Regions from separate parts of the Mus musculus genome. Here regions 2, 3, 4, 5, 6 and 7 are each linked to region 1. The links are chromatin contacts, called in public promoter capture Hi-C maps. All regions are on one chromosome and are shown on one strand. The core of a region is the stretch at or near the end of the contact, and the rest is flanking DNA. Distances in the headings are between cores, read along the strand shown.

Evidence for each region. Promoter capture Hi-C pulls out the DNA fragments that hold promoters and counts their contacts. Capture Hi-C pulls out chosen DNA fragments and counts their contacts.
Region 2: a contact with region 1 is called in a promoter capture Hi-C map of cranial neural crest. The contact joins the promoter of Ggta1 here to the promoter of Pdcl in region 1. A contact is called at or near these places in 2 of 39 promoter capture datasets (the 3T3-L1 cell line and cranial neural crest).
Region 3: a contact with region 1 is called in a promoter capture Hi-C map of liver, with 9 times the contacts expected there. The contact joins the promoter of Ppp6c here to the promoter of Pdcl in region 1. A contact is called at or near these places in 7 of 39 promoter capture datasets (the 3T3-L1 cell line, the C10 cell line, cranial neural crest and 3 more), 5 of 484 Hi-C or Micro-C datasets (CD4 T cells, LSK cells, muscle stem cells and 2 more), 7 of 115 datasets of contacts at active chromatin or transcription factors (astrocytes, double positive thymocytes, embryonic stem cells and 4 more) and 2 of 9 other capture datasets (adipose tissue and liver).
Region 4: a contact with region 1 is called in a promoter capture Hi-C map of pre-B cells, with 8 times the contacts expected there. The contact joins the promoter of Scai here to the promoter of Pdcl in region 1. A contact is called at or near these places in 8 of 39 promoter capture datasets (the C10 cell line, cranial neural crest, hippocampal neurons and 4 more), 1 of 484 Hi-C or Micro-C datasets (muscle stem cells), 1 of 115 datasets of contacts at active chromatin or transcription factors (astrocytes) and 1 of 9 other capture datasets (macrophages).
Region 5: a promoter capture Hi-C map of hippocampal neurons shows a contact between it and region 1, with 3 times the contacts expected there. The contact joins the promoter of Dab2ip here to the promoter of Pdcl in region 1. A contact is called at or near these places in 2 of 39 promoter capture datasets (cranial neural crest and hippocampal neurons) and 1 of 115 datasets of contacts at active chromatin or transcription factors (astrocytes).
Region 6: a promoter capture Hi-C map of adipose tissue shows a contact between it and region 1, with 10 times the contacts expected there. The contact joins the promoter of Golga1 here to the promoter of Pdcl in region 1. A contact is called at or near these places in 3 of 39 promoter capture datasets (hippocampal neurons, liver and pre-B cells), 2 of 484 Hi-C or Micro-C datasets (B cells and CD4 T cells), 1 of 115 datasets of contacts at active chromatin or transcription factors (astrocytes) and 2 of 9 other capture datasets (adipose tissue and liver).
Region 7: a contact with region 1 is called in a promoter capture Hi-C map of embryonic stem cells, with 2.8 times the contacts expected there. The contact joins the enhancer-like site here to the promoter of Pdcl in region 1. A contact is called at or near these places in 6 of 39 promoter capture datasets (the 3T3-L1 cell line, 3T3-L1-derived adipocytes, embryonic stem cells and 2 more).

Annotation. Positions count from the first base shown.
Region 1 is chr2:37,357,555-37,360,933 of GRCm38.p6, reverse strand. Pdcl (phosducin-like) reads left to right here and starts at 1,602. Exons shown (of 4, transcript NM_026176.3): 1 at 1,602-1,791.
Region 2 is chr2:35,459,932-35,463,310 of GRCm38.p6, reverse strand. It overlaps Ggta1 (glycoprotein galactosyltransferase alpha 1, 3), which reads left to right and starts at 1,862. Exons shown (of 8, transcript NM_001145821.2): 1 at 1,862-2,116.
Region 3 is chr2:39,224,540-39,227,918 of GRCm38.p6, reverse strand. It overlaps Ppp6c (protein phosphatase 6, catalytic subunit), which reads left to right and starts at 1,570. Exons shown (of 7, transcript NM_024209.3): 1 at 1,570-1,752. The coding sequence starts at 1,678.
Region 4 is chr2:39,188,932-39,192,310 of GRCm38.p6, reverse strand. It overlaps Scai (suppressor of cancer cell invasion), which reads left to right and starts at 1,581. Exons shown (of 18, transcript NM_178778.3): 1 at 1,581-1,721; 2 at 2,278-2,322. The coding sequence starts at 1,669.
Region 5 is chr2:35,620,363-35,623,741 of GRCm38.p6, reverse strand. It overlaps Dab2ip (disabled 2 interacting protein), which reads right to left and starts at 1,761. Exons shown (of 16, transcript NM_001114124.2): 1 at 1,459-1,761. The coding sequence starts at 1,582.
Region 6 is chr2:39,063,791-39,067,169 of GRCm38.p6, reverse strand. Golga1 (golgi autoantigen, golgin subfamily a, 1) reads left to right here and starts at 1,629. Exons shown (of 23, transcript NM_029793.2): 1 at 1,629-1,789; 2 at 2,447-2,495. Scai (suppressor of cancer cell invasion) reads left to right here. Exons shown (of 18, transcript NM_178778.3): 18 at 1-956.
Region 7 is chr2:35,678,899-35,682,277 of GRCm38.p6, reverse strand. The region is part of intron 3 of Dab2ip (disabled 2 interacting protein); the gene reads right to left. Among named protein-coding and RNA genes, the nearest start is that of Dab2ip, 59 kb to the right of the region's middle. Within about 2 kb of position 1,822, at least 195 of the 459 cell types and tissues checked have an H3K27ac peak or open chromatin away from gene starts, as enhancers often do. A contact at or near this core is called in embryonic stem cells and liver, where this site is marked.

The sequences.
Region 1 (3,379 bases), core at 353-2,852:
TTGCTTTCTCCTGTGGGCCTGCACCAGGGCACGGAACCCAGGTCCTCTGGAAGAGCATTATAGTACTAAAATGCTGAGCCATCTCTCCAGCCCCTCTCGTCCTCCACCTCCTCCACACACTTCTACAACAGAGACTGCAGCTTACACATGTTCTTGAAACTAAGCTCAAGGTCCTCAGAGCAGCAGATGGTCTTCTTGGTTGATGAAAGAACTCAGTGGGGAAACCCCCACTCAGCTCCCGATTCGGCGTGCACCCAAGAATCACGAATAGAACACAACACCTTGATGTAACAACAAGAGGTTTTTAATGGCGGAGCTCCGGGTCGAAACGTATCTCACATAACAGGAGACAGTGGATTCGACCACGAGGCTTGGAAGCTAGGGGTTTTTATAGAAAAGGAGTGGGGCTGGGGGAGGAATTGGCGCGGTTTCACATGATTGGTCCATTTAAACATCAGCAGCCTGTAACATTTAACTTAGGTCAGAGGGGTGGGAGCTAGGGAGGCGATGGGCTTGCCCGGGCATGTCCTGGTCTGTTCTGCTATGTTCTCAGCCCCAGGTTTCAAAGCTCAGAAACAACTCTTTGGGCTATTTAACATACATTACATGAATTACAGTTTTATTTCCTTTCAGTTGACATCTTTCCAAAGAGACGGTCCAGGAAAAGCCCCAGGTCCCATTTGAGTTTTTCTCCACTCCAGCTCTTGCCTAGCCCTCAGGTTAGGTCTCCAGGTTAACTTGGGGGCACTGGGCACCCTTCAACCTGGGGGCCACAGTATGTTATCCCTGCACAGAACTTGCATGGCAGGGGTAGCAGTGGGGGTGGGATGGCATGGGGAGGTACCTTGCATTTCTGAGTCTAGCCCAAATACTAGCCCAATCCTGGGCCAAATGGGTGGACGTTGGAAGCTTAGTCAGGTCTGATGGCTCATCCAGCTCTCCCACTCCATCACCCCCACCACCCAGTTGGGGCAAGAAGATGAAATTCTAAAATGTGAACATAGACAAATTTGCAGTAACATCTAGGTGGTCCTAGAAACAGGAATCAAGAAACCCCCTTTTCAAATTAAGAGCCCTATCTTAAACGCTGCATTTTATACAAATCGAGCAAATTTGATATGTTTTAATTAGCACACGGTTTAATTTGCAATCTCACAGTTGTGTACAAGACACGCCAACTAAGCAGTTTGAAATCATTTGAGGTTTAACAAAAGTTTTCAAACATAGGGTAGTTTCCTTGACTTTTTTTTTAATCTAGAATTTTCAAAGGTAATCATTATACATAACTGTTGTAAACTCTGTAAACTACAGAGTCAACTATTTGACTAACATTAGTTGATAAGAGTTATTCAAATTTCTTCAGTTGTCCATGCTCGTTTCCAGTCCAGCAATCCAATTCAGGTTGTCATACAACTTCTGTTCTTTGAGTTACTTATTCTTGAAGAAGTTAATGTTTTCGAGTTATTTTTCGCCTTAATATTCCTTTGTAATTTGTCTCGAAACTTGGAACGTAAGTTAATAAAAATTTCATATTTAACTAGAAATACACATCTACGAGTTTTGTCCTAAGCTAAGACCCGTAGCTCCTCCTCAGACGCCGAGATAAGCTTCTTGTGATTGGGTAGCGTGCGTCCGCCGCGACGCCGGAAGGCCGTGTGATTGGTCCGCAGAGTCCACGGCAGCTTTTTCTCTGTCGCTCAAGGCTTTCGGCCACTTCTCTTTCTCTAGGCGAGCGTCCTTTGTTGGTGACAGGAGCTGCTAGTCTAGAAGGAGCAGACTGAGCGAGGCGAGGTAACTAACTGCGCAGGCGTCGGCAAGGAGGAAGCGGCGGGCCTAGACATGGGTGGGGCAGGAGTTTACGCGCCTTGGGCGAACTACTTTGCTTCCCGGCTCCTGGATCCCAATTCCTCTGTACTTCTCAAATTCCTTTGGAGACTCGGAGCGTCCCTCCTCAGTACCGCCCTCTTCACTGTGCCCTCCCCTGCCCTGTCCTCCTCGCTACTCCGCCTCCTCAGCCCCACCTTCCTTATGGCTCCGCCTTCTCCACTCCGTCCTTACAGCTCTGCTTTACTTAACATCCTGTCCCTGCCCTTTTGTCCCATAAGCTCCGCCTTCCTGGAAGCTTAGCCCCGCCCTTCTGTGTTCCACTTGTGCAGCCCTGTCTTCTTCACTGTCCTACTTTCTCTTAACACTCTTAACTGCCTCTCTTGGAAGCCTTTCACTGGCCCTGCCCATATCACTGCTCCTCCTTTTCTGTGCCTCTCCTTAGCTCCACCCTCTTCATGATCCTCCACCTCTTCAAGTTTACTATCCCCACTTGAGGTTTACTTTCTGCACTGCGGGTGCATGCCACTTCTGTCTGCCAGTGTTCTCACCTCTCAGCAGCCCAGTCTCCTCAGTACACTCCTCCTCTTCTGGCCCCGTTTTTCACTCATCGGACCGAGTTGTGGCCCTCTGGCACATCCCAGACAAGGAAATTGTAAAAGTTTTCTTCCTTCCCCTGGTGCTGGCACTTTCCTCTTGGTTGCTGTTCAGCGTGCACAGTGCTCTGTCCTGACTGGAATCTGCTGTGTGGGAGAGAGGTAAATTGTAATAGAGTAAATACCATATGTTAAGTCTCTTCTGAAGGCAGCGCAGTGTTGATATTTGGTATGCTTAGAGGAAGGACGTTTTTGTTTGTTTGTTTTTGTTTTTGACTAGTCATTCCTGCCGGAGTCTTTTTTTAATTTATTTTAATTAATTAATTAATTTTTTTTTTTTTTTTTTTTTTTTTTTTTGAGACAGGGTTTCTCTGTGTATCCCTGGCTGTCCTGGAACTCACTCTGTAGACCAGGCTGGCCTCGAACTCAGAAATCTGCCTGCCTCTGTTTCCCAAATGCTGGGATTAAAGGCGTGGGCCACCACTGCCCTGCGCTACTGGAGTCTTAAACAGACTTCTAAAGCACTGAACTGTACCTTTTCCCAAAACATCTGGGTCCTAGGTGTTCTTTAACCATCTGGCTCTTATTTAAGTTTTGTCGTGGAGACTTGCTGGTTATAATTGGTCCAGCTTGAGACCATGTATCTAGGCTCTTAGTGAGGCAAGGAGTGAATGACTTAGTTTCAACAGTATACCTACCCTTGGTAGTCCCTTTTGAAGTTTTCCCTGAGGACTTTCTCCCAATTTGTTAGCAGTCTTAAAACTAAAAGTGTATACGAATAAAAACCACACCAAAAGATTCCTCTTACCCAGTTCACACAAGTAGACAGTAATGCCCCTCTCAGGCTCCTGGAAGTCATACATCAGTGGGTCTGTTAACAGCTTCAGCCTTTGTTGCAAAGCTCAGCAAAGAAATGTGCCTTATCTAAGCCTTGTTTTTGCCTGCTATAACAAAAGCCT
Region 2 (3,379 bases), core at 613-3,112, 1.9 Mb after region 1:
GCAAAATTATACCCTTTTATCTGGGGATGAAACAGATCCAATTGAGCCTGAGGGTGGAGCAAACCAGATGAGGGCAGATGTGCTTGTTGGGCATAGAGGTATAAACTCTGCCACGATTATTTTGGGTTCCTTTCTAAATAATTACAGAAGGTCGCAGTGGCTCTGTATAACCCGATCAGAGGACACCCAAGGCTCGAAGGCCACAAGCAAGCTATGCTCTAGATGCCTCTTGGCCAGTTTTCACCCCAGAGCTCAGGACTGGGAGACCTAGCCTAGTAAGCATCCATGGGCAGTCCTTAGCCTGTAGCCCGTGGCCTTTCTCCTTTCTTCCCAGAGAAACACCCAGTGTGGAAAGACCTTCCAGGCTCCCAGGTGTCTGGCTGTAAGCCAAGCCAGTGTCCATGAGACCTTTCCTCATTGCATAGGGTGTCGGTTCCCCACCCCATCACCCAGTAACACCCCCCCCCCCCCACACACACACCCGTAGTTCCTCCTCTGCAGCCCCTATCACCATGGGCAGGTCAGAAGACACAGGCGGCCGTGAGCGATTTCTTTTCTTTTTCTTTTTCTTTTCTTTTTTTTTTTTTTTTGCTGGTTTCAGGCTTTTTTCTGCCTGAGTGGAGATGAAACATCACTCCTCCCACAGATGGGAAAGAGGTGCAGGTTGGGGTAAAGTGAGGGACACCCGATGCATCACACGTGCATCACGCCGGACGTTGTGTTGGGGGTGGGGGTGGGAGTGGACTCTCTAGGCTCCCACTCCTCGGGTCGGCGCACGCCACTTGCCTGCGCCCTAGGCCGCCGAGCTCTGCAGGGGCCAGAGGCGCGCACCCCACCCGACACACCCGGACAGAGCAGCGGCCGGGTCTCCTACAGCGCAGGGCGCCGCCCGCCCGCCCGCCCGCCCGCGTGGTCCCGTCTCCAGCGCAGCAGACAACACACACCCGGCCTGCTTTTGCGGATCAGGTGGGTCCCGCCGGGCGTCTGACACTGAAGCCACGCGAGGGCTTCAGTGGGGAGGAGGTGTGGGCGAGCGGGAGCGCCGCTATTCCGGCCCAGCCCTACCTCGGTCCTTGCTTTTGTCCTGGTCACTCGATCATTTCCTCTGTATCCACTTCTGAACTCTAGGCTCTGTCCCACCCTGAACAGTGTCGCTGCATCTGTTTGCTTACTGGGGTCTCCCGCCACCTTCCCTCGCTATCCGAATAGCTGATATTCAGGGCAGCACAGGGCAGCACAGGGCAGGGCAGGGCAGGGCAGGGCGAGTAGGGCAGATCAGATCCTGGGACCACCGGTACTAACCAGTGAGTGTAGAAAGCAGGAGGTGTCTTTTCCTACTGTAGTTAGGACAGGGCGGGTTGGCTCTTCTTATGGACAAGATGGAAAAGGGGTGCAGGTAGGGGCAAAGTGAGAGACACTCGAATTTGAGAGACAGACAGACTCCTAACAGTGAAGGAAGGACCAAGCCAAAATCAAGCCTGGGCAAAGTCTCAGGCACTAACTTTGCTGTGTTGGGTGATGGGAGGTAATCTCGTCACAACTTTTCAAACCACCTCGTTCCCACTGCAAGGAGACACCATCAAGTGTTTGAAGATGGCAGGGGAACCTCTCAACAAAACACACACACAAACGTTTTATTATTTTATATTTATTTTGCATGCAAAGTACTGTGTTTCATTATGGCATTTTCATACATATGCGATTGCACAAACTCTTGAAAATCATCCAAGAAACAGCAAAGCGGGAAATAATGTTGTGGGGGGGGGGCGCGGAGGAGAGAGAACAGAGACTGGAGAGAGTGCTGTCCTCCTTGCTGCGGGGGCCAGGAAGAGGCTAGGAGGGCGGGGATGTCAACGCCACTAGCTCCTCCCTCAGGAAGGACCCCAGGGACTCTTATTTTTGTAGTTTTGCTTGTCTGGGCCACTATCGGCCCCAGAACAGATCTGACTGCCTCTTTCATTCGCCCGGAGGTAGATAGGTGTGTCTTAGGAGGCTGGAGATTCTGGGTGGAGCCCTAGCCCTGCCTTTTCTTAGCTGGCTGACACCTTCCCTTGTAGACTCTTCTTGGAATGAGAAGTACCGATTCTGCTGAAGACCTCGCGCTCTCAGGCTCTGGGTAGGCAAAGGCGAGGGGGCTCGCCATGGCTCGGGTTGTCCAGGGATTGGGGCATCAGGACTACGGGAGTCTCTGCCTTTTGATAGTGCTTCCTTACAGTTATTTTTGGGAGTAGTTGCTTCTTCCTGATGGGAGCCGCGTGCGGGTCCAAGCTATCTTTTGCAAGTAACAGGTGTCTGGTGACTAAATGCAGGGCTGAACACTTCACTTGGGATTACCTGGTTCCAGGGACTTTGAGTATTGGCGCAGGCCCCAAATGGCCTAGGAGGGGTACCTGGAGACCCTGGCTCCTGCTCCTGTGATCTTACTACATAGAACCGATTCTTTTATTTCTACTTTCTGTGTTAGGAACGCCCCAAGAGGATGTTTTGGGGAGGCCTCCTGTCCCCATTCCCTGTGATTAGGGTCAGTTTTCAGTGGAATGCCTGAGATCAGAAGGCGGGAGATCAATTGATTACTGTCAATGGCCCCCTGTGGCTAAACTTTACCGGAAGCTTTCTCAGTCACAGAGCAGGAAAGGCCGCCTTGCACTGGCCATACTGACTCTGAGCAGCCATTTGCCCGGTTTCTGACACTTCTGAGCCAGGGGCTGACCATGGGTTTTATTCCCTGTGCACTTCTGGGTCTTGGTGAAACTTTTAGTGTACATGGGTCTCTTAGGTTCCCCAGCCTAACAGGATAAGCTTGGCACTGTTGGCTGGATTTATAGAGAAGGAAATCAAAGTTGGGAGAAGCCAAGTCACTGGTTTATGGGTGCTCAGGGTTTGGATTGAATCTGAGGTTGGAATGCACTCCAGCCAGCCTCTAAGGCTTGTGTGCTTCCTGTTTGTTTGTTTGGAGTGTGTGGTTTTGTTTTGTTTTGTTTTGTTTTGTTTTGTTTTGAGACAGGGTTTCTCTGTGTAGCCCTGGCTGTCCTGGAACTCATTCTGCAGACCAGGCTGGCCTCGAACTCAGAAATTCCCCTGCCTCTGCCTCCCAAGTGCTGGGATTAAAGGCGTATGCCACCACAACCTGGTTGCTCACTTTCTATTCAGCATCTCCCACCATGGCAAGAAAACGACTAAGGAACAGATGGCATGACTCTGGGGGGAAGGGCTGGGGAGAGTGGAAGGGAAGAGGTAGTGGGTGGGGCTGAGCATTTCAACAGGTGCAGTTCAGGTATAAATATTATTTTTTGAAGTGAATATGCTTTCTGATAAATAATCAGGGGTCTTTACAAGTTATTTACTAATTTTTAATTACACTCTAATTTACGTACACTAA
Region 3 (3,379 bases), core at 321-2,820, 1.9 Mb before region 1:
TGAATTCTGTTTTTAAGGGGCTAAAGAGATGTCTCAAACAAAACCAAGCAAAGAAAACAAAATTTAAAAATCCAAATAAGTTTGATCATGTTGCATGTTTAAAATCCTACAACAGTTGTCCACTGCATCAAAAGGAAAATAAATCTATGTATTCATTTCTTCCTCTGAGCTCCAGCCACTATGGTATGGCTCTTCCACAAAAGCTCCAAATAAGCTTAGAAATGCATCAGATATCTTCCATACAACTTCCCACCTTCCCAACTTTGCTGTGTTTTTGTTGTTGTTGTGTTTTTTTTTTTTTTTTTGAGACAAGGTCTTCTGGTTGACCTGCAACATGCTACATAGACTAGGCTATCCTAGAACTCACAGTTATCCAGCTGCCTCATCACTGCTGTGGTCAAATATGTGGTACACTATGGTCAGGTTAATTCTGAATCCTGTGTCAACCCATCCTCCTTACTATGCTGGAATGTTTTCCTTAAATTATCACTTTCTAACATGCTCTGAGTAATTTATTATATTTGTCGGTTATCTCTAACAGAATTAAATTGCAAGTTGAGGACAGATTTTTTAATACATTATTTTTTATTATTTTATTTATTTTGACTGCAAATATATTTCTGTACCACATGCACACAGTGCCCAGAAGAAGGTGTCTGATCTCCCGTAACTGGACTTGAAAGCAGCCACGTAGATGCTAGTAATAGAACTTGGATCCTCTGGAAGAACAGCTAGTGCTCTTAACTAATGAGCACTCTTTCCAGCCCCAAGGATAGAGATTTTTGTCTATTGCAGCCATTGGTTATTCTAACTGCCTATAAGTGTATCTGTACTTTGTTGCTATTCAATATAGAGTTGTCAAATGGACCAATGTTAAAGCTATAGTAGGTGTCAAGAACTGTTCTTGGCACTGGGATACGACAAAAAAAAAAAAAAAACCTTTCCGGCCCCCTCCTGGAACTCACCGGATTAAGTCAGTAGCCTGTTTTTCAGTCTAGGATCCATCTTTTCTGTTTCCTTTGAGATTTTGGGGCAAATAACACATGCAAACTTTGCATTCTTACAGTCTTACAAGAATTGAACAGGAGAAAAAAAAAGTGCCAGTATTTGTACAGAATGTGGCATAAGAAATGCTTTATTGTTTGTTTCTTCCCCCACCCACCACCCACCCCACCCCCCAGCCAGAGAACCGGTGGTGTTAAGTTTGTTTCAAATGTTGTCTAGGCCAGGTCTTCAGTAGTCCTGGAAAGGCGGTAACAGTAACTCTTAACTTTAACTGAAGATACTTTACAGGGTAGGAGTGAGAGCCAGGGAATTCTTAGTTAACCACTTCATGGTCTTCCTTAGAAAAAGCCTCATTTGAGGTGAAGTCTGTTGCCAAGGATAGGAAAGGAAGAGCATTTTACTAAAACTACAAATCCCAGCACGCCCCGCGGCAGAGAGCTACGGGTCCCAGTAGGTTTTATCAAAAGGACCTCCGGGTTCTCTTGGAGATAGATCCGTGGCCCGGAATTCCGCCTGAGAGAGAGAGCGGAACGGGTCAGGCTTTTACGTCGCTTCGCAGACGCCACTCACGGATCGGACGTGACGTAAGGAGGGTTCCGGATTCGGCCTCCGCCGCTGCCTCCGCTACTACAGCCGCTGCCGCTGCTGTCGCCGCGGCTTGTTCTTCCTAAAATGGCGCCGCTGGATCTGGACAAGTATGTGGAGATAGCGCGGCAGTGCAAGTACCTTCCCGAGAACGACCTGAAGGTGAGCCGGGCCGGAGGCCGTCCAGCTTGCGAGGCAAGCCCCTTCCGGCTGCGGGGCTCCCGCCGGCCCGCCCTTCTCCCTCGGCGGGATCCCTACCGGGCGCCCGATCCTGGCGCGGCGGAGGGCGCTCCGCGGTGCGAGAGGACCGGGTCCGAGGCGGCGTGACGCGGAGAACCAGGGGAGCCCGGATCCCCCGAATGCTGTCCAGTTCTTTGAGGGGAGATCCCGGGGGATGTCACGATCCCCTGACCCTCACGGGACTCCGAGCTTAAAGACTCTCACTCTAACTCGCTCGGCCTCCCGGAGACGGAGCCGGGCCGAGCGGGTAGTGCTCCCGGGATGGGGTCCTCCCAGCAGAGGTAACAGGAGCCGCTGTCTGCTCCAGGGACGCGGCCGCGGTGTGTTTAAGTCCCTGAGAGGTGGAAGCCGGTGGGCGGGATCGATGCGACCATAATGGGAGAGAATGACAAGTCGCCTCAGCTTCACCACTCCCCTAAATTGCTTCTTAGGAGTGGTAGTTTTCTTCTGATGATTTGGATGTGGATCTCATTTCTTAGCCCGTTGTTGAGCTATTTAAGTGAATAAGCAGTTGCTTATCAATAAGTTCAAATGTTTTTATGACCTCTGAGCTGTTCCCCTGTAACTCAAGGTGTCGTTTTCTTGGTTTTCCAAAGGAGGTCTTACTCAGTTCAGGCTAAGTTAATGCAGTAAAGAAGTAAGCCGTTGGTGTACCACTGTTATCAACCGTATTTTGTTTCTGCAAAAACTAGTGCTTAGGACCACGTTGGTGTTTATCCGATGGTTGCTAATGTCTGTTTTATTCCGTTAACTTTGATTTGCTATGTAGTCAGTCACTCTCGATCATTTGAATTTTTTTTTCATGCTGTTTTTGTAATATTTTTAAGCCACAGGCTTAAAACAATTTTTTCAAGAAAAAAATTGCCTTTTTCCTAACGAATTTTATTTCTCTTGTGAAGATTTTGCTCTGTGTCTGTTTTCTTGTCTCATCTAGTACATGAAGTTTATATTTAAATCAGCCAACAAGTATGCAAAATGTTTAAGACCTCAAGTGTTGGTTGTGTGAAAGTACATAGCTTGTAACTTACATACTGACTGCCTGTGTTACATGATTGGTGTTCATATTCAGCCACCTGAATCAGGCATTTGCCTTGTCTTCCTGCTTGGTAATTTTGTTTTGTCTTGTTTTTGCTTTCTTCCTGAGATAAGATCTTAATATAGTTCTTGCTGGGGCTGGAGAGATATCTCAATGGTTAAGAGCACTTGGCTGCTCTTCCAGAGGACCTGGAAATTCTGTTCCCAGCAAGGGCATGATAGTTTGTAACATCCTGTCACTCCAGTTCCAAGGAATCTGATGCCCTCTTCTGGTCTTCATAGGCACCAGGTACACATGTGTTCCACAGACATGTGTGCAAGCAAAGCAGCCATACACATAAAATAAAAACAAATCTTTAAAAAAAGTTCATGGTGGCCTCCAACCCAGTATGTACCTGAGGATGGCCTTGAACTCCTGACCCTCTTGCTTCTACTTCCCAACTGCTGGACCCTAACCAACATGCCTGGCTTTTTCTTTCCGTTCCTTTTTTTTTTTTTTTAATAAGATTTATTT
Region 4 (3,379 bases), core at 332-2,831, 1.8 Mb before region 1:
CAGGACCCACGTGATGGAGAGAAGTCCCGAGAGCTGTCCTCTAGCCGCCTAAATGCCATTGCATTCACCCGACTCATACTCTTCCCCTTCGTCTCCTCTCTCTCCCTCTTTTTTTACTCCTCCTTCCCCCTTTCATAAATTCAGTAAGAGTAGCTCCTCAGCAATGCAAAAATAAATCCCGCTATAACTTGGCAGCATCCCATTGTTTCATAAAAGAAAGGCCATTCCACATCGAAGATGGGTGCAAGATAAATCATGTAGGAATAAAGGAGAACCCCTTGCACCAAATACATTTGTGAAAAAGTAGTTATCTCAATATTTGGGATACTATCCACTTGTGGAGATTTGTGAGATACGTCTCATGCATTTTATTTGCTATTGTGTGCTGTGTGTGTGCAGGTGTGTGTGTCATGTGCATGTGGAGGTCAGAGAGTCATCGAAAGCGTTCCTCTGGGTTTGAGGACAAGCCACAACATCAGGCTTGAACAGCAAGCACCTTTTACTCTGCTGAGCCATATATCTGCCACTACATTGTTGGTGTGTGTTTTAACAAAATGTGTTCTAATAAAATGAAAATGGCCCAAGAGAAAGTTTTATGCCTTCTCCCAAATGGAAGGAATGAACTTAGAATCTGCCAGACAGATTTGCATAGATCTTAAGAATTAAATTCTTCGGGTGCATTACATATACATCTGCTATATTTTCAAAGATAGCTTTTTGTTAGAGCAGAATAGAAAAGATTACTAGTATTAATTGTATTTACATGCTTATGCATGTAATGTTTTGCATGCTTAGGTCTGTCAAAAAATGCAGTGAAATTTTATACCAAAAATGATTAGCTGGTTAGATTTTTTAATCATCTGGAATGGCACAGAATGGCTAGCTTATACAAGAAGCAGTTCTTTTTAGGCTTTTCAAAATGGAATACATTCCTTGTGGTTATTGTAATTGGTTCTTTTTGCAATGCTGTTTGTTGTTGTTGTTTTTTTTTTCGAGGTAATTAAAGAAATTCTGCTTTCTTACAAGCTTGCATCCAAGCTTAGGATCTTTCCTGCAGCCAAACTGCTTGATCCCTACAATTTGAGACCGAGTCCCTTTTGAAGGGTGACATTAAGCCGCATTCGAGGTGATTCAGAAGACTATGAGAGAGAGAGCTGCTTTGCCCTCGAACTTCTGAATATATCTGGAGAAAGTGCTGCGCTTGATTTTGGTTCTGGAGCAGTGCGGAGGCGGAGGAAATAGCAGGTGTCTGGGAGGTGTCAGGGATGCAGGATGCCAGCCAAAGAGAACCTGCAGGCAGGTGTCTGGCGCCGGAGATGTAAGTCCCCGTTCTGGCACACGGAGGCGCTCAGGGCTCCTCTCGCTCTGCTAGCAGTCTTTAAGGCACCTCTGCCGCCACCTGCAGTCTCAACCAAACCTCGGGGTGGGCCACGCGGGACATGACGGCCTAAGCACCCAATCAGCGGTCGGATTTCTAGATACCCTGCCGTTGTGGCCAATAGAAACCGAGGAGAGGCGAGGAGGGGACGGGCCCGAGCCCCGCGGCAAGCCTGGCCGGGGCGCAAGGCCCTCCTCCTGTCTCTCCGCCTACTCCAGCCTCCGCCGCTTCAGCTTCCCGAGCGAGCCCTGCGGCCGCCGGAGCATCTCCCGCGGCGGAGCAGGAGCCGGATGGTCAGAGGAGCCCGGCAGTCCCAGCAGCCGCGGAGTCGCCTGGCCCCCAGGTGGGGTGGGCTACGTGGCGAGGCGGAGGCTAGGGGCGAGGGGCCCAGAGAGCGGGCCTGGGGGTGGCGGCGGTGGTGTCTAGGCGCCGAGCCCTGAAGGGGCGGGGGTACAGGCACTCAGCATCTCGGGGGCGCCAAGGGAGAGCAGCTCTCGGGGCAGCGAGCGAGGGCGCGCTGGGCGAGAGCGGAGGGCGCGCGCCCCACCGGGGAGCCAAGGAATGCGGGGAACCGGGTCTGAGGGGCGGGGCCGTGTCTGAGGGGAGCTAGGGGGGCCTGCGGCTCTGGGCAGACAATGAGGCCGACCTGGCGGGTGGTTGGGGGAGCCGAACGTTTGGGGCAGGGAACCGAGAGCATTCGGGGACTAGTGAGTCCCAGGCGCTTGGTCGTGGGAGGGAAGGAAGCCCTGCCTGTGGGGTGTCTGTAAGGTCACGGGTAGGCAGAGCCAACCTGTGGTCAGCCTGTGGCCCCCCGAGGGTGGTACATGAAGTGCCCCACAGGCAAGGCAAGGCAAACGGTGTGTTGTCTTAGTTACGGGTCTCATTTGTTTGGTCTGTAGACTGTCTGGCACAGTGGAGAAACCACCCCGAAAACGGAAAAGCAGGTAAGGCAAATGCCTTCCTCTCTAGCTTCGTGTTTTTCCTGTTTGCTTGGCTGCCCCTGTGCTGCATAATTACGTGGTGAGTAGATAAAGTTTCTTATTTAGGTCCTTTTTTTAGTAAATTCGACAGCATGGAAAGGTATTCCCTTTGAGAACTTCAAATTACCACCACCTCCAACCCCTTGCAGGTATATGATACGGGAAATGGGGAAACATTAAGAAAGCCCCACTTTCGACTTTAGTCTTAATTTCAACTTTGGCATCTCTAACGGAGATTGTCATTGAACAGCTACTGTGTGCCAAGTGTCGTATACAAATTCTGTGTTATTTTCTGTGACAGTTTTGCAAAAGAGGGAACTGAACCATAGAGTAGCCAATACTTAGCAAACAAAGATCACACATGTAATAAATGATAGAACCAGGATTTGAATCCAGGTTGTCTGAATGCAAAGTTTATGTTCTTTATACTGTAATGCTTCTAATACATACACAGTTGAACAGAGTCCCACTCCTGGCTTTCTCTCTCTTTCTTTATAAAGTCTAATAAACTGAGATGCTTAATACAAAAGTAGTAACTAAGGACTTACATAGGCCGCAGACAACTGAATTTTTCCTTAGGCAATGAAGAAGAGTATTCATCCCACAAATATGTTTTAGTGTATTTCATTTGTTAGGTACTACATCACAATTTTATTTAATTATTTGAAGATTTCCTTTCTTTACCTACATTGGAATTGAGAGAGTAAGCTACAGTAATGAGGTTGCAGCCCGTAGCACCATTCTCATAACTAATACTTTGGACGTTAATATACAGATAAACTCAATCATAGATACAAATGCCAGTGGTGGGAGTGGGCAGTTGCCAAATAGCTTTGCCACTTTTTAGGCCTGCATGTCTACTCCCAGACTCAACGTAGCGCTACTGCACACCCACAAGGTTGGCTAGCACACCTGAGGAACTGAATTTTTTGTAGATCAGTATGTGTTTTTGTGTGCAGGTGAGTGTGAGTGTGTGTGCGTGCGTGCATGTGTATTCATGCGTGTGTGTGTGTGGTGTCTG
Region 5 (3,379 bases), core at 512-3,011, 1.7 Mb after region 1:
CATCAGGGCTGGTCTAACCCCTGACTTTCAGCAAACCGTGAGTTCCTTCCAAGCTAGCACAGAGCTGGACGCAGCTGGGAGCCAAGCTCAGACGAGTCTGATCCATTGAACATCGATCGCTGCTGGCCTCATTCATTAGCTGACAAGGAGGCAGAGCTCTGCTCCTCTGGAGCCTCTACAGTGGGCACAGAAGAGGGCACCATCATGCCAGGCACCAGAGCACAGGAAGGGCAGGAAAGGCCCTGGGGGGCCAAACCCCTGAACCTTCATCCCAAACCCATCCTCACACCAAGAATCTGTCACAATGGCAGATTCTTACAGCTGAGAAAAACAAAGGCTCAGGAAATGAGGCGATTCATGCTTGAACCTGGGTCTCTGGTTGCCTAGACTAGGCACAGGAACTAGCCAGAGGCCACTTCAGCAAAGGCCGGGATATCACATGCTTTGGGGAATCCTCAAACTAAGTTTACAAACCTGTGGGCAGAGTCAGACAGCTTAAACTTGAACTCTGTGCACAGGGAACTCAGTACTTCCTAAATAAACCCTGTACATTGTTACTTGGCTCTACCGCTGGGGCCGGAACGTCTTCTCCATTCTGGGGGGAAGTAAACTAAAGCCTGCCTGCTTCACTGACCCAAACCTAAAAAATAAACAAGGGGCCACTCTCACACCTCTCCAGGCAGGCTTGGCACATTCTGCCTGTGGTGAGGCTGGGCCGGGGCCAGGCTTCCCATGCCCCAGATAACCTTAGGATGTAAACTAAGGCAGCTTCTGCATCACAGACACCTTCAGTGGGCCTAAGCCACCGAAGCATTATGGCCTTACACAACCCAGGCCTGGCAGAGTCTCTGTGTGGAGCCCCTGACCCTACTTACTTACCAGCCCAGCACAAGTCAGCATGAAACGTTAGGGCCTCTCTAGCTGAAGATCTTATTACTGGCTCGAAGAAAGGCTTGCATTTCTCCCTCCCCATTTTGAAAGAAGTACCCTTCCAAGGACCACTCAGAGTGGCTCCAGGCCCCTACAAACCTGGCTCTCCCCACAGGAAGCCCACTCAGCTCTCCATCCAAAAGATGAGGAAGCAAGACAGGACTGGAAGCACGCTAAGCTTGAGTAGCAGACAGTGGAGGCAAGTCAGGATCCACTTCGACTACTTTACTACGGCCTGCGCGCTGAGTAAACTGATGCACAGTGGAATGGGATTCGGAACTCAGAAGTACGGAGGAACTGCATATCAGACCGACCCCTTTCTCTTTGGTCCTGATATAATGGGAAACATTAGGGACCCCGCTTTCCCCCAAGAGGAAGGACCCTACAGAAGCTGGGGCAATGGGGATGGGACAGTCACGGTAGCTCCAGATAAGGAGCCATCACCCATTGACACAGGAGCCTCAAAAGCATCCGTTGGTGGTGCGGGGTTGCGAGGGACTAAGGGTCTGGGGTCAGGGTGGCGCCTACCCCTGGCTGGCCGGGTCCGGCTGCGGGAGCGGCTCCTCTGTCGCTGCAGCCGGGGCCGCCGCAGCAGCCGGTAGTAGTAGGATGGCCTCCCGGTGCTCTTCCTGGCGTTGCCGCCGGCGGACATGCTGCCGCCCGCCGGGCACCGGGCCAGGCCTGGGCGCTCACACGGGCCCCATCGGCCGCTCCGGACCGCCCGGCGGGCGCCCCGCACTCTCTCCCGCGCTCTGGTGCAGCAGCAGGCAAGACCAAGGCTGCCCTACAAAGTAGCTCCAACTCCTCCTCCTCCGCCGCCTCCCCCGCCCCGCCCTGAGCAGCCGGCCCCTCGGCGGGGGCCCGGGACCGGGAGGCTGGGCTGGCACCCGCCCGGAAAGTCAGTGCGGGCAAAATCCTGGCCTGGAGTCGTCCGGGCGACGCGGCCCGAGAGTGCCCCTGTCCCGTCCGAAGAACCCCAATAACAGCATATACCCAACAGCCATGTCTAAACTCCATATCCAACTTGGGGTGCCTGGAGCACCCTATCCCGCCACAGGTGCAGTGGTGCATGTATATATGCATACACACCAAGGCTAGGCACCTGAAATTAGAGTCTGAGGAAGGGGGTGACTGGACTGAAACATGGCCAGACCAGAGCGCCCCACAAAGCTTTGCACCTACCCCTCAGTCAGGTCGGAGTTCTGCCTGTCTCTGTTGCCTAAGATACTTAGCTACTCTTTACAGAAGGCAGTCTCCATCTGATAAAAATATGACTTTCATACCATTAAAATTATTGTGTGCATTTCAAGCGCACATAGAATACAAGGCACACCTGTGCAACCAGAGGGCTTTGCTAAGCCACTTTGCCCCATCCCCCACATAAACCACCAGAGGTGCCTGAATTTTCCCTCCCCTCTGACATTTTTAGTAGCATTAGTGAGTTTCTGAAGGTAGTAAGATCTCTACCCTACAGTGGGAGTAGAAACTGAGGCTTGGGAAAGGAATGACCACCTGCCTCTACTACCACAAGCTGAAAGACTTTCTCCAAGTCATTCTGCAGTTCCAGAAACTTCCATGGCTCCCCCGATCATAATAGCTACAAACCCAACCATCTCTCTTTGGTATTTGAAGCAACAGAAATCTTGCAAAAATCAAATCACTGGCAGCCTCACGCCAACCACCCATCCCCCCCTCAACCCTACTTGCTGCTGGCTCTCATCTCTGTCCTTCTCTTAAAATGGCCAGCAATCTGCCTGCCTCCTTTTCCCCTCCTCTTAGGTCTACCCTCCTGGTCCTAGGTAACCTCCATTTCTCTCCCCTCTCCCCAAAGCAACATTCAGACCACACCACCTACCAGTTCAAGTCAGATGGGGAAACTGAGGCCCTAAAAGATGTGTGCTCAAGTGTGTGTGTGTGTGTGTGTGTGAGAGAGAGAGAGAGAGAGAGAGAGAGAGAGAGAGAGAGAGACTTGCCTCGATCACACAAAAAGTACAAGGGCATATGGTCTTGGCCAACGGTTGTTGCATGAACTCTTATGGGAAATGGGACAGGCTAGACACTGGAGGAACTTACGGCAATCTCGAGTGGGGTAGGGTAGCCTAGGTAACAATCCAGGCCAGGTTTTTCTCCTCACAGGGGAAGCCCCCTTCCTGGCTCCTCAGTCTAGGAGGGAGGGCCTCCAGGTCAGTGGAGAGGATGGGGGTGCTGGATCACAGCTGGAGGCCAGGCGCCATCCTGGGACTTTGGAGGGTAAGGGGGGAGGGCAGGTCTCCAAACCTAGCTGCAGAAGGGTCCGCTGCCTTTCAGTCTTCTGGTCCCACTTCCCATAGCACAGGCCAGCCCCACAGGAAGCTGAAACAGGGTTGCCAGCCAGGGGACTACTGGGATACTACTATAATAATCTGCACCCAGTCACCAGATTCCAGGCCCAGTTGTGGGCAGAGTCACC
Region 6 (3,379 bases), core at 380-2,879, 1.7 Mb before region 1:
TGTGCTTGTCTGTAACTGAAATGTTATAGAATTGTAACCCTGTAGGGATTATAGAGTTATATTTATTAGCTCTCAACAGATTGAAGCACAACAGTTCTCATGTAACAATCCTTATTCAAGTGCTCTCTGTCGTACAAATAAAGCTGATTGCCTATCTAGTTGTTCACACATCACTATTATCCTGTATGAGACAGTCTTGTTCATTTGTATTAAAATTTGGGTATTGTGAGTTAATACTTTCAAATAAACCTGTCAGTCAGCTCTGATATGCAGTAGATTGTTTAGATTCACAAATTTTATGTGTTACTGGTCAATTTTGAAGAGACTTTACCACAGTGACTAAGGGGAAAATTCTATTGTATCATTTGACTTGAACATTTGTAAAAGTCTTGTCTGTGGTGTTTCTAAATTGCTTAAACCATACATTCTCTTAAGGATTTTAATTTGCTTTTGTTCTTTTCCAACAGTCATTTTCTGGTTTTGTCTGTTACAGTAAACATTTTATAGACCTTAGGAATTGTCAAGTTCTTGAACATTTATTTTCTTGAGTTGATCACTTAACTCTTGTGTATGTGATTTGTCATAAACAATTAGAGCCTTTCACTTCTTCACTACATGAATTTCAGAGTAAACACTGTGATTCTACAGAGCAGATTCCATAGGCGTTCCAATATTCTTAACTGTTACACAGTGCCTGTCACTTTGAGGGCACATAAATACTAGGATGGAAAATAAAACGTTGTTTTGATGTTTGTTAAATAACAAGATTACAGAATATCTGTGGGGTTTTTTTTGTTTTTTGTGGTCAGTGTAATAAAGAATTTTGCATTGATAAATATTCTCTAGGAATGTGTATACATTCATCTAGTGTGAACTCTTGTAAATGAATTTTGTATCTTGAATCACGTATATATTAAGTGTATCATCAATATAAAAATAAACATTATTTGCTTAAAGTTTTGTGTATTTCTTTAGTATTGACAGTTGTTTCCTTGTTTGGGGTAAATCTTAGGCGCTTTAGCTGTCTTGAGTTACAGATTAACGCGTATAACTATTTTGTAGATTGAGATTACTGTTTATAAAGTATTTGTTTTCTCCCTAACTGGTTGCTACAACTGGGACAAGAGGAAACTGGAATAGATGGAATCAACAAAACAGGCTGGGGTTGCTTCTAGGGCAGGACTGAAGTTGCTATAATGTACAATGCGTAGCTTGAAACTTGAGAAATACGAAAATCTTACTTGGGCAGAACTAGGATAAAAGGTTCTAGAAACTTCTTTCAGTTGTATGAAACATGATCGACAGCAACTCGGATTGAGAGGTGCCCGGTGTCGTTTTTTTGAGCATAGACTTTCCTGTAGCCCCAAAGCTGGCCCTGGGGTACCGCACGCCACGGGGCTCCTCCCTCTTCAGAAGGGAAGGTGCCGATCCAGGGCGGCCAGATTGCGGTGCCTCTCGCTGACGTGTCAGTGGCCGGCCAACACAGGTAGAGGTGCCCGCGCCCGGTAGCCGTTTCAGCCCAACGGCACAAGCACCCCCGCTTGCGCGCCGCTGAATCGCACACGGGCGCATGCGCGCGCTGAGAACCAAGCCGACGCGCTGCCACTTCCGGCGCGCGGCAAACGTGCGGTTCCGGGTCGGTGCTCGGCTCGTCGGCCTGAGGTGGGGGCCAAGCGCCCTCGAGAGTCCGCGGAGGCGTGGCTGCTCCCACACAGCAAGTGCACTACTGGAGTCCCTGGACGCAAGTAGGCCTCCCTCTCTCCCATGGCCTCCGGCGCTCTACCGCGAGGTGGGGACACAATGGACCCCAACCCAGGGCTGGGGACGGTGCCAGGGGACTCGGGGCGAAGGCTGCCCCCTTGGCCTGGGGGTCTGGAGCTGCCCTGCGCGACCTAAGCCAAGCCGCCACTCTTTTCAGGGGCGCAGTCTCCCTACTGTCAAACAGAGGTTGAGCCCCTCCCTTGGTTGACAGCCCTAGTAGGGCTGCGCCTCCAGAGCGAGCCAGAGGGAGTGGGATCCAAAACGCGGTGACCTGCACCTCTGAACCGTAACCATCTGTCAGAACTTTGCTGTCGTTCTAGCAACTTAGTGCGAGTAAGGGCTCAGGGACCAGACCACAAGCCTGACCAGCTGTGAGAATCGGCTGAAAACTAAATATTGTCACTGGGAAGCCGGCAACTAATTCGAGATGTTTTGCTCAGAACTCCTAGGGAGACATGAGTGTTGGCACCAGTGCTAGAAGAAATTCTTTCTGCTTAAAGGTGGAAATTCTTAGGCTGCCCACTGGGACTGAGGAGCGTCTCACTGACAGTAGTACAATAGTGGCCAGGTGTATTTGCCCACTTATTCAGCCCTGCCCCCCCCCCCTTCTTTTGTCCCTCTCCCGCTGAACGTTTTCATCCGGCACTTGAAATATCCAACCTATTTTATCTTTGTTTTTACACAGGGCAGTGACTTTGACCTCCATACTCTTTTAAATATAGTAGATAAGACAGGTGAGTACAGTGGTTTACAGATATTGGGGGTAAAGTTTTGAAGGATTTCATAGGCTTAATGGCTAACCTGAAGTGGTAAGGCGTCATCTGTCATCTTACAACAGAGTGTATCCTGCACAGACGTGAAAAGATAAGGTTGAAACAGAACAGTAGGAGTTTGCTTTATTTTGTTTTGTTTTGGTTTTTGTTTGGTTTTTTGTTGTTGTTGTTGTTGTTGTTGTTGTTGTTTTGGTTTTTCGAGACAGGGTTTCTCTGTGTAGCCCTGGCTGCTGTCTTCGAACTCTCTCTGTAAACCAGGCTGGCCTCGAACTCAGAAATCCGCCTGCCTCTGCCTCCCAAGGGCTGGGATTAAAGTCGTGAGCCACCACCACCCGGCCTGTTTTGTTTTTGAGACAAGATCTCACTATGCAGCCTTCCCTGGCTGACCTGGGGCTGTGTAGACTAGACTTGCCTTGAACTCACAGAGATCCTTTTGCCTCTGCACCACCATACCTGGCCCAGTAATGTTTTATATACCATTGAAGGAAAGAAATTTTGAATCTCATGTTAACTATCATATGGGAAGAAATTGTGGCTAGATGTAATATTATCAAGCACAAAGAAAATTAGACATTTCCACATGGGTGAGAAAAGTTAAAGAGCATCTGATAACTATAGTTAGTCTGGGTTCTTGGTCACTTTTTTCTATGTTGTAACTTTTCCCTCCTAGGAGGAAGCACCTGATTAAAAACCAGAGATTGAGTTGCATATTTTGTATCTTTTGACTTAAGGAAAAAAAAACACTAAATTCTTATTAAATATATTATTAGAAGAAAGATTTGAAACATTAAGTCATAATTACATGTTGTTGACCTGGAAATTTTTACATGTGCCATTGCTAAAAC
Region 7 (3,379 bases), core at 573-3,072, 1.7 Mb after region 1:
CCCCGCCACTCCTGGACGGACTAGAATACCTAGAGAACGTCCCCAGCCCAGCTGCTGTGGGCTGTAGGCGAGGCAGGAATGCTCACTGCAAGGGTGCACAAACTGCATGGCCTTCCAACCAAGTAAACTGAGGACAGGAGGATGGCACCTGGTCCAGGCACAGGGACAGTATTTTCTGTGAGCCCCTGCAATCTTTCTCCAGAGGAAAGGGTGGTTTTGGTGGGGTGGGAATCTGCTGAGTACTTCTGGTTTTAATTATCTCTGCATTGAAAAAGGCTAAGTGAAGATAAAGAAAGAGAATGGGAGGGCAGAGATGAGTGCTCTGATTAAGAGCTGGCTAATATGGCTCTCATCACCCCTGACCTCTGCCTGACTCAGGTCAGCACCCAGAAGGCAGGGCTGGGAAACACTCAGGAGCCCCACCTCAGATACAGGCATTTGGGAGTAGTAGACCCTTCAAGGCCATACAGGGGCAGTGGTGGGGTGCTCTCCATTCTCCTCCTGCTTCCGCACACTGAGGATGAAAACCTGGCTGTAGGGGTTCCACCAATGTATTAGTCAGGGTTCTCTGCAGTCACAGAACTTATGGGTAGTCTCTATATAGTAAGGGAATTTGTTGATGACTTATAGTCTGTAGTCTGATGCCTTGAGGGTCAGCTGCCTCTGACTCTAGCCCTAAGGCTTCGCATACACTATAGGAATAATTAGTTTCTTAAGCCTGGAGGACAGTCTGAAGGACCAGGCACCAGGTGATCTTCTGTAAATCAAACACAGATTACAGAAAGTGTGACAACCAATGGAGAAAGACAAAAGGGAAAGTTATGCCTACAGGCCCGGACAGGCCTTAGCCAGGCCAGAGGTGATCTAGGCTCTGAGAAGCAGGAACCTACAATGGAAGGTGGAGAGCACGGGGCACAAGGTCCCTGAGAAGGCTCTCCTTAGCAGCACAGGAAGGGCCTGCCCTGCCCTGTTGGCAGGTGCTAACAGCAGCAAGGTCACATGTGTGGACAGTATCATCCCACAGCTGTGTAGCTGCACCACTGCCTAAGAGCAAGATACAGGTATCACCAGGGAGTCTCTTAAGCCACTTTTCTTCTCTGGGCCCTTGTCTGGCCAAAGGGGCATTTATGTAGTAAGGCTGGGGAAGTACCCAGGGGGCAGTGAACATGGCTAGAAGCTCTCAGGGTGGCACTGCACACCACTGGGACCAAGCCAGCTCACAGCCGGGCAAGCACAGTCTACTAAATAAACGGTAGCGGGTTCCGTTGTTTCTGCCCTGCCCCTCTACGAGAAGGCCTGGCCTGGTGCCGTCTAGCCTCCTGGACTCCAGCCAACCATACCATAAAGGATTCTTACTGGAGGGCAGGCTGTATTTGGTCAACATTCATGTTTTGTTTAACCACACAGTATATGACATTTTTAAATTTTGAATCAATTGCCAACATTTAAAGATGCGAAATTTTCAAATGTCACAAAAACCAAGTTTAGAACTTTCTCTTCCATGCCCAAAGTTCTGCCACCAAAGCCCAGCAGCCATCTCTGACCCCAGAAGGACACAACCCTACAAACTGTTGAAATTGTCACCACAGCTGTGAAGCGCCTCAGCTAGGGTTCCTATGTCACATGGGCAAAGCAGGGCCCACAACATACCAACCCTCTCCTAGGGTCACAGTGGGTTCTGACACACAGCAAAGACCTGCCAATGTGTGTGGATAAAGACTAAAACGGCAGATAAATAAGGTCAGCCCCAGCTTTACCCGCCCAGGATATCCTGATTGCAACACTGCTTCCTTGCAAAGCCCTGCCCCCAGCCAGTACAAACTGATTCACTTCGATCCTAGGCCCCTCCCACAGGTGGGTACTCTGACAGCAGGACATATGAGTTGGTAACGTTCAGCCTGTGTGTAGGTCTCTGAGATCATTCACTGTATGACCTTTGTTTAAAGGCTAGGCCTTTGGAGTGTCCAGGCAAGGTTAGCAGTGATCCTGGCATCTCTGCAACTCTGGCCAAGCCAAACAAAGATCCCCAGGACTTCTGTCAAGCTGAAAAAGAGAATTCAACAGCAAGAACTCACAAAGGCAAGGTTTCCACCGATGCTGCTTGCAGGACGCCTGCCCTGCTTTGAAGCTGGTAACCAATTCTTCCCTCTTTCTTTCCACTAAATGAAGCTCCACGGGGTTTTCAAGGTCAGAGCTGCATTGGCAGAGGCGGTTCTCTTTGTTCTTCTACCTCAGACTTGCCCCAAACACAGACAATTGTCCCCAACAACCAATTCCTGCTGGGTGGAGACAAGGACCAGGCAGGTGCTTCCTGTGGCCCCAGGAGTCCTGCTCTCCTGGATACGGATTCTCTGTGGGCCTGGCTTCCTGAAACTCCATCTCAGCATGTAGTTTTGGGAAGAAACAGCTGCGAGTCCCCAGAGTATACCCTCAACCCAGGGAGAGGTCAAGGCTCAGGATGGGCTTGGTTCCTTGCTGGTGGCTGCGGGTGTCACCTCAAAGCCACTCTCCTCTCTATTTCAGTCTCCTTACTTGGAAAACAAGAAAATAAATATCCAATTGGAGAGATTCAACCTCCTAATGAGATCCAGAGGAGCCGTGGGAAGCATGAAGTGCCCTGCCAGAGTTATTATCCCAGCACCTGGCACGGTACACGGCGTGCAGTAGGTGCTCAATGGGTATGCAATAGGTGCTCAATGAATGTGTGTATTTGGCACTTGGGCTGTCTATGAGAGGTCTGCCCTTCAGGAGCTACAGAGACAATGGTCATGGGCAAGGATTTGGGTCTAACAACCTCTACCTCTGGCCTAGTTCAGCAGTGGCCAGGCCCACATGAAGGCTTCACTTGCACATCTGTGTCATCAGTGCCAGGGACCTAGAGATGCTGCAGGACTCTATGTGTCGTGCTCTCTTGGACACTCAGTAGTTCTTACCCATGGTTAAGAGAACAGCCTACCCAACCCAGCCGAGAGGAGATGCCAGCCAGTCCTCAATAGGCTGTGTCCACCAGAGGACTTAAGAGCTGTGAGGCTGGCAGTTCTTTTGTACTAGCCTCAGGACCTTAGATAAGTACAGCAAGCCCTCTACACCCTTTACCCAGCACTGAAGCAAGCTTGCCTCTTAGACTTCTGATTCCGAAAACAAAGCACCTGGCACAAAGAGGCCCGCCATGGGTCCATCCTCTTCCTCCCTCAGTCTCTTCACCTCTCCTTATCCCTGCTCCTGCCTTTAGAACTGCTCCCATTCTCCCAGTACTGAGTTTCCTCTGCACCTCCCGCAGCTTGTTCAAGAACACAGAAGGGCTCTAGACCTCTGAAGCCCTCTGCTCACCCACGGGATTCCCTCTGTCTGTCTGTCTCAGTGAACTGTCCCTGCTTTG